Linked DNA regions of Rattus norvegicus: region 2 is linked to region 1. Evidence: chromatin contacts called from public Hi-C data. All regions are on one chromosome and are shown on one strand. The core of a region is the stretch at or near the end of the contact, and the rest is flanking DNA. Distances in the headings are between cores, read along the strand shown. Region 1 holds the start of Mtap (methylthioadenosine phosphorylase). Region 2 has its middle 190 kb from the start of Dmrta1.

Region 1 (4,448 bases), core at 617-3,116:
TCTGAAGGCTAAATGCCCTGCACCACCACACCCAGATTCCCACCGTATGTATTTTATAACCTGAAATGATTGCAACTGAAGAGACATTTTTATCTTGGGAAAACTTAGACGCAGAGTGAATAATGGTGAGAAATGGGTCTACACAGCTTCAGGCAGCACCCACACCCACAGAAGATGGAGATCAGTGGAGTTGCACTGCTCTTGCCTTACTACTGACACAAACACCAGCTCTCACCTCAAACACAGTTTGAGGGTTTGTTTTGGATCCAAGTGTGAGTGGCCAGGGCAGGGAACACAAATTTAGTTTAACCCAAATATCATGTTCCAGGATGGAAACGATTTCACTAAGTTTACATAGGAAGGGAATGGAGAAAATCACATAGGAAGACACTTTGGATGCATAGGTGAGTTACAGAGTGGGGAAGCATGGAAGTCGGCGGCAGATGCTGGCTGATACTCTTGGCTTTGGGATTGATTGGTGAGAGCTAGCTTTGTACACTCCAAAAAGATTGACCCCATAGGCACAAGGACGTTAGGGCACAGAAAGGTAGGTATCAAGACAAGGCAAGATAACTTGGCTCTGGGCCTGCAACTTTCCAACTCTCCATAGTCACTGAAACCCTGACCAGTCAATCGGCCTTATGGAACGTTATGTAGATACTTTTTCTTTGGGAACTTTCAATTAACACTGTTGAAAAAAAAAGATAGCAGAATTTCCTTCCTTGATTTCTTCCCAACCACAGAATAATGTATAGCTTTTCTATATTTCAGAGACCACCCTTAAGATAGCTGTCACCCAGGGTTAGAGAGATGGCTCAGGGGTTAAGAGCACTTGTAGAGGTAAATTCGGTTTCTAGTACCTACCCATATCAAGAAGTTCACAGTTGCCTGTTGCTCCAGCTGCAGGCTGAATTCTGGACACACACACACACACACACACACACCTGCAATCATTTATGTGCACATACAGATAAATAATGAAATAAATTAAGAAAAAAATAAGATAGCTGCTGGTCAGCATTTTGTTTGGGACAGCTTGTACCATCAAAGGCTACAATGATCATCCAAGTAGAGAAGAGATAGTGTGAGTAGAAAAGGGATAGGGCCTCTCAGAGCGAGTATCCAGGGGAAACATCACTGGGGTCAGAGTGGGTCCTGCTGGTATCGCATCATGGAGACACAGGTCCTGAATCTGAATCCTGCCGTACTGTATGCTGCCCCGGCATAGAAAGTTGTTATAATTTTTGCTTGTTTTATTGGAGTGAGGATTGAAGCTAGGACCTCCTTGGATGCCAGATAAACACTCTAGTGCTGACCTAAATAGCAAGCCCTCTTTTTATTTTTGAGATAGACTCTCAATATTGCTCAAGATGGTCGTGAACTCACTCTGTAGCCAAGTAAAGACTTTGACCTTGCCATACTGCTGCTCAGGATTCATGAGTGATTGGGATTACAAATCTGCACCACTAGCCATTGTGTAAAGGATTTTAAAAATGCCCCTCGCCTGGTGTTGGGGAAGATCCTGCCCCCTTAATAGCTTCCCGCCAAACTGTTACTAAATAAACCAGTTTGTAAATCAGAGCTCTGGGGGCGGGAATCTCAAGCTAGCACTCTTCAGTATCCCTCCGCCCTCCCCAAAGCCCTGGAATGCGGCAGAGCCTGATTTCACAGCCCTGGCCACCGAGGCAGGAAATTCACTGCAGAGCTGGCAGTATTGCGCGACCTCACGAAGTTCTTGTGAAACAGTTAAAAGACAAAGTGCCAAACAACTTCTACTTTGACCACTGACGCGCCCTCAGACCGCACAGACCAGCAGAAGCCGAAAAGTCTGCAAAAGGGGCGGGAGGCGGGAACCTGATTTGAGGAGGAGGGTGCCAGGAGGGCAGCCAATCCCGCGCTCCCTGGGAGGAAGAGGAGGAGCCAGAGCCCACGGGCCCCTGCACCGCTCACTCTCGCGCCGTGCCAGCCCCGCAGTCTCCCCTTGGTCCAGCGCTGCGGCCCGCCGTGGACTTCCCCGGTGCAGACATGGCCTCGGGCTCCGCCTGCACGGCAGTGAAGGTGAGACACCCTACAAGCTGCTATTGGGCTAGTTCTGCTTGGCTCCCTCTCGTCCCTCCGCAGGGGCCGCGCCTCCGGGCTGTGTCCCCAGCCTGAGAGCCCCCCACCCAAGGTTCAGCCGGGAGGTGCAGGGGCGCGGCACCCACCGCCAATGCACCCCGATGTCCCCAGCCTTTGAACTCATCTGCATTCCGGGCCCGGGCGGTGGTAACTGGGGCTCCGATGGGGAGTGGGGTGATGAAGGGGGACACTGCGCCCCGCTGCCACCCTCTTTCAGTACCACTCCCCCCTGGAGATGCTCCAGGCGGGAGCTGATGTGTGTCCCAGCTCGTGCAACTGCTCTGCCGGTTCCTCTAGCCTTACGGGACTTGAGCTTCCGCTCTTGACTCGGCCCACGTGGGAGAGCAAGCACTTGCTCTTTTGCACGCTTCGCTTTTGCTTTTTTCCCCCACCAAACTTAGATTTCCTTTTGCTTTGTTTTACCTCCGCAGCGCAGAGCTGTGGGAGTTCTGAGACTTTTTCCAGTACTGAAACGGAGTGCGGACCGCTCCCAGCCTGGAGGCCTCAGTCTTTAAACTGCTTTGCAACCTTGAAAGTTAGAGCTATTTTCTTAGGCCTCAGGTCCCCAGAGATCTAGACACAAGGGACTCTTGTGTGCTGGGAACAGCTGGCCAGAGGAGAACATGAGTTCAGAGAGTTGGAGTGAGCCTCCCTCCCCTGGGTCTTTTAAACACATCCTGATTGATGGGTAGAGAGTGGAATAACAGAGCAGAGGAAAAACTAGTGGCTAAGTCCTTTCTAGCCTGTTTATTATTAGCCAAGAACGCAGTTAATTTGATTCACTTTGGGAATTTCTAACCCGTGATGCAGGAAGTACAATTTTCTTCAGGCATCCTTTTTGATTCCCTGCAGTGCTGTTTGATTCCCTTGCAAGAGGCCCATCTCTGCATTTAGCCTGCAGCCTGCCTGGGCTTTGTATCCTGGGGCCTTGCAGGGCTTCAGGAACCAACCAGGATGAGAGCAGGGGGTGAGGTGGCTGCACTAAGACATACTGGCCAACTTTTTTTTTTTTTTCCGATTTCGAGAAGGATGTTTACATTTATAGAAAGCCACGGGTCTGTGGGAATTTTTACCATATTGTAGGCTGGAAGGGCTAGAAATATGGTGTCTGTACTAAGTATAATTCACTTCTTAGGGGTGGAGATAATTCCAAATGTCCATGGATCACATGCACCTTTCTCTTAACAGCATATTTTACATGGGGCCAGATGTAAATATTTGTTCTTAACTGAAAAGGGTGTGCCTTGGCATGTAAAATCCAAGAAATTTCACTGAGGTAGAGCCTATGGTTTGAAGATAGACCTATTAGTCATCTTTGTCCCACAATGTGAGTAAAACCAAAAAGGTTAATATTTCAAACTTAATCAGCCCCGACAGGATGATATTATACGTGCGAAGACCAGCATAGCTCAACAGAAAGAATTTGCTTTAATCTAGTTCACATTCTGGCCAACACACAGCTTCCCTGTAAAATGGACTGGCCCACTTAGGAGCAGAAAGAGCTATGTAAATATTGAATGATATGTATTTTTTTTTATCTTGGCATGCTTTTGAAGTAAAACTTAAGAGATATAAATGGTGCTAGGAATGCCTGCTGAGTTCTCTCCTTGAGATTACAACAGGTGACAGCATTGCTAATAAGAATTCATGATGTCAGCACCATCAACTGCTAAGGCAGCATCCCAAATAGAAATTATGAAGGGTCAGTACCAGAGCAAAATAACCTATAAAAAGGATATCTTAGGGCTAGAGTGAAGCAGCTTAGTCTCTGGAGTGCTTGCTGCCCAAGCGTGAGAACATGACTTTGAACCCTCAACACCCATGCCAGGGAGCTGCGTCAGAGTCAACAGTCCTGTCAATAAAGAGGCAGATACAGGTAGACTCTTGGGACTGAGTACTAGCCAGTCTAACTAAATTGGTGAGCTCTTGATTCAGTGAGAATGCCTTTCCCATTGAAAGACAGGTTAAGTTTAACTGAGGAAGACACCCCTGGCCTTTGCACACACATATGTGTGTGCACACAAACTACATTTTATCTGTGCATCAGGTAATAGAGGTAGATTGTTCATTTGAGGTCATAAGACCATGTAGATTCTTTCTTACAGATGTGAAGCTGAAGCCCTCCCTGACAGATGTCAAGTGTCCCATATAGGTCCTAGATAATGACAGACTTAAAGCGTAGCATTCCCAGCAAATAGATATTTCTTCAACCTGAAACAGTTTCTGTTACTTTACTGTGTGAGTGAAGAGGTCATCCTACCTTAGGAAATAGAGAGCTAGGACTGTGGAAAACCACTGGGCATTCTCCAAGAATGGGCGTAGGAGGTACA
Region 2 (4,448 bases), core at 760-3,259, 350 kb after region 1:
TACTTGACAAGTTCAAGGCCAATAAGAGACTTGGTTTATGTTTTAAAAAGGTGAAAAACGTAAGTGGTACAGGAGAAATGTACCTCAGGTACATGATCTGAGGGTGTCCTCTGGCCTCTACACAGAAGCACACAAATATATTAGTCACCTGCGTAACACACAACTTTAGTTTTTAGTGTTTTGTTTTAAATCACAGATGTTCCAGACTCTCTGGCATGCTCAGAGCCCTGTTCAAATTATAACAAATTACACACACACGCACACACACACACACACACACACACACACACACACACACACACACATATATATATGAAAAATTTATACTCCATGGTCATTAGCTTTATAATTATAGTATATGTACCATATGTGCTTGATGAAAACATTAAACTAACTAATGCTTCTAGAACTCCTAGAAGGGATTAAGTGTTTTTTAAAGGTTCAATGTTGTCTATTGTCTTAGAAATAAGAGTTGACCTATAATTATCTGCTTATGTATGGTTTATCTCTCTCTATAGGGCTTTATTCCTATATAAGTCTTCGGGAATAGAGTTCCTTGATTATTTTCTTTATCACTTGCCTGGGAGGACACTATTTATATAATTAACATTTATATTTTGAATCTGGCTGTGTGGCCCATTGTTCTCTTATGCCTTGCATGGAGAAACATTAGTTAGAAAGAATCTCTCAATTGATCTGAGGGAGAGACAACTTCCTAAGAGGCAACTTGGGGCGGTGAGTGAGTGAGGAAGAGGGTTGGTCTGAGTAGCTTGCAAACCAGAACCTTCTGTCATCCCAAATTAGGTTGTGTTGTACTCCTGTGTCTCTCTCCCCAAGCAGAAGCAGGTCTCAGTCCATGGGAGGTTATTCCTGGTGTGTAATTAGCCTCTGGCTGTCAGACACAAATATGTCTGAAAGTAAGATCAAGGTCTGTGAGCCTTTAGGGGAGGAAAATTGAACTCAACCCTGAAAATTCCCCTAGCCATTTGCAAAGGCCACCCTGCAGTGACTGCTGTTTTCACCAAGGTTTATCTTTACAGGTGTTTGGTAGAAGCCTAGACAGCCAGTCAGCCAGTGTGAGTCATCTGACTGTGGTAAGATTAGAAATTCCTGAAACATGATAAAGAATCCGGAGTCTGAGGCAGGAAAGATGAAGGGAAATGCCTTCTGCAGCTCCCACCACTGGTTCCCACCCTGTGACCTTACCTTCTATAACTTTTGGGTAGGTTTGGGCAGTGACCTGCTTGCTTTCCCACCCCCAGCCCTTTCCTCCTCCTCCTATTCATTTTTAAGTATTTATTTATTTTATGTACATGTGCCTGAGTGTGTGTATATGTACTAGAGCCCATGGAGGACAGAAGAGGTACTTTGTTCCTCTGGAACTAGAGTTACAGGTAGCGATGAGCTGCCACGTGGGTGCTGGGAGCAGGACCCGGATCCTCTAACAGAGCAGTAAGCACTCAAAAGCTGAGCCATCTCTCTAGCTTCTCTTCCTTTTAGTTTCCTCTTTCATTGACTTTCCAAAGTCAAGAAATATTATTTCCATTGAGTGTGTGTAAAGGTGGTAGATTTAGATATCAGTTAGGAGAAAACTGAAAAGAAGAAATAGAGGAGGGAGAGATAGGGATGGGGGGGGGGGACGGGAGGGGAGGGGGCTGGAAAAGACAAACAGAGGAGTGTCCGGATGGAGGGGAATTGAGGTGGAGTCAGGCGGCTCTGCCTTCAGACTTAGTGATGTCTTACTGCCTTCACGTGTAAATGAATGGACAGACTTAGCGGAACAACGCCTTCTTGTTTGTAAATGCCATAAAGTAAACAAAAGCTGCTAAAACCAGACCATATTCTCCGCACATTTGAAATTGCTACGAGGCAGGCCTCTCTGGTTCCGGTTCATCGTAGAAGGGTCTCCACCCTCTGCCTTTTTTCGGTACTAAAATCTGAGAACCGAAGTTTCAGATGCTGTTCGCGGGAAGCTCTATTCATTGAGAGAGCAGTTCAGAATATACGCGGTTTTAATCTATCCCCGGGGAGCTCCTGAGTCCGCTGTCTAGACCAACTTGCTTCGTAAGTGCAGAAGTGAGGATTAGTTTGACTTTGACGACACCTAGTGGCTGTTTGTTGGTTGTGCTCGTCAAACGGAATAAAAATCAGTGATGTTACCAACTCCTGAGGCAACTTCTCCCCCCCCCCCCCCCCTTCACAAAGCTACTCGAATTTGGCAGAAGCTTCAAGATAAAACAGCTTAGTGGTAAAGTCAGCTATATTCTCACTTCTGCCTTTTACTCTGCCTTTAGACAGAATTCTCTCGGCCTAACTGCTTGTAGGGAGCACATTATGTCACCCAAGGAAACCTCTAAGGGCTGCAGACTGGCCACAATTGGGTCAACTCAACTGATGAGCTGAGAGTCATATTGAGAGAGAGTCAGACATAAGAAGAACTCTATGGTTATGGAAAAAGTCTTTCCCCGCCCCTGCTTTATAATGATTCACTAGGCTACACATTGCTACTCTTGTTTTCTGGGATTGCCAGGTGTTAGTAATGAATGTCTCTAAAATGAATATGCAGACAATAGTTGTTCATTCCACTAATGGAGAACACACGTTAATGGAGCACTTCACTGTTATCGAGTTTGGCTGAGGCACTCTGCATTTTTACACCATAATCTTTGAGAATCTTATGTATGTACAGAATGTATCTTTTACGTAAGTTGGTTCTTTGACAATTTCATAATCTATACAATGCATTCTATTTACTCTAGCTCCTCTCCCCCCATCACCTCTTTAAATGCCACTTTCACAGATTTCTGACTTTTGGTTTTGTTCTGTGACCATCTGGGTAACCATTACATCCGGAGCCAGGCTGGGTCTTCAGTGAAAACACAGATGAAGACAGGGACTCATTAAATTATCTCTAAAGCGTTTTTGCATGTGTATTCATGCATATAGATAGGTGTGTATTGTCACTGTATATTAGCTTTTGATTGGCTCAGACTCCCCTGTCATAAAAGGTCCATGCCTATTCCCAATCAAGCAGTCCTTCAGACTTGGGTTCCTGACCCATGGCTATCCAGTCCAGTTGGTGCCCTTGAAACCTGAGTGCAAGACTTCCAGGGAATCTTTGACCTCTTTACTCCCTTTGAGTTTAAATCTTTTGGGGGTAGTGTCTTACTGTCTTCAAACTCGGTGACAGTGAAGTGCTTCCTTCTAGCCAATTTCCCACATCTGTCAATAGAGGTGACTCTGATTAACTGGGGAGCCGACCTGAGCCCTGGAGATAACCTGGCCAATATACAGCAGACACTAAACTGTGGAAAACTCATGCTCTGCTGATTTCCCCTGGAGGGCCTTCCCTGTGGGACCTTTAGGACGGAAGTATTCCCCACCTCCAACAGAACTCTGTGAATGACACACTGATCCGTCCCCACTAAGTCCATAGCTAAGCTTCTCTTTTACATTTCACATCTAGCCTGGATCCCTGTTCTTTATGGTCAGAGTAACTCACAAAAGAATTAATTCTGAGCAGCCAGTTAGAATGCGGGACTTTGAAACCAGTTGTTTCACGGTAAAACCCTGAGCAGTTGTAGGTTCAAGAATGGGTGCTGGGAAAGGCGGTTTCTGTTTGCTTTGTACTTGGTGTACCTTTGGTTAAGACTCTTGCTGCATTTAACACAAAACCCAAACACTTTAACACGGCCTTGAGGATTTGGCTAAGCACCTCTCTACTTGTGTCTCCAGATTCCTCTCAAGCCACACTTGGCCTTGCTCATTAGGCACACAGCCATTCCCTTTTCAAATCCCCTGGGGCTCCATTGTGACATCATCGTTTGGTCACCTGCCTGCTTCCTATTTTCTCTTTCTGGATCAGTTTAGGTATTACTTCCTCAGAGAGCTATTTCCTGATCCTAATCCCAGTTTGACTTCTTTCCTTGTTTTCTCTTCTTTCTTTTCTCCTTCCTAACACCAGTCATCACTCCCAACTACAAAATGTCTCTCTGGTTAAGATAACAAAACATGCCAGGAGGTGGTGGTGCTTTTAATCCCAGCCTTGGGGGTGCAGGGTAGAGACAGGCTCTTAAGTTTGAGGCCAGCCTGGTCTACAGAGTGAGTTTCAGGGCAGTCAGAGGCACACAGAGAAACCCTGTTTCAAAAACCAAAGCGAAACAAAGCAAAACACTCTAAACAAACAAAACAACAATATATGTATCTCCAGTCACAATATATTTACCCAACAAGAGGTGAGGAGCCTGCTTTGTTTAGTTCCCAGGCCCAGCACGGCACATGCTTGTAAAGAGCGTTCTGCCCTGTGCAGATGAAGTCTGGGCTTCCTAGTGATAGAAACATTAAGAACCCGTGACACATTACACCACTCTCACATGGTCTCATTTCCTTGGTTAAATCTTTTGTTTTCCACAGAGATTATTCTTAGTGGTTGAGACTTTGGAATGGGC

Evidence for each region. Hi-C and Micro-C count contacts between places; a contact is called where the count stands out from the background.
Region 2: a contact with region 1 is called in a Hi-C map of the A7r5 cell line, with 7 times the contacts expected there. The contact joins the enhancer-like site here to the promoter of Mtap in region 1. A contact is called at or near these places in 12 of 12 Hi-C or Micro-C datasets (the A7r5 cell line, the Rat2 cell line, Schwann cells and 7 more).

Annotation. Positions count from the first base shown.
Region 1 is chr5:108,988,404-108,992,851 of GRCr8, forward strand. It overlaps Mtap (methylthioadenosine phosphorylase), which reads left to right and starts at 1,867. Exons shown (of 8, transcript NM_001394049.1): 1 at 1,867-2,058. The coding sequence starts at 2,026.
Region 2 is chr5:109,337,237-109,341,684 of GRCr8, forward strand. No RefSeq gene overlaps it. Among named protein-coding and RNA genes, the nearest start is that of Dmrta1, 190 kb to the right of the region's middle. Within about 2 kb of position 2,010, at least 13 of the 93 cell types and tissues checked have an H3K27ac peak or open chromatin away from gene starts, as enhancers often do. A contact at or near this core is called in the A7r5 cell line and prefrontal cortex, where this site is marked.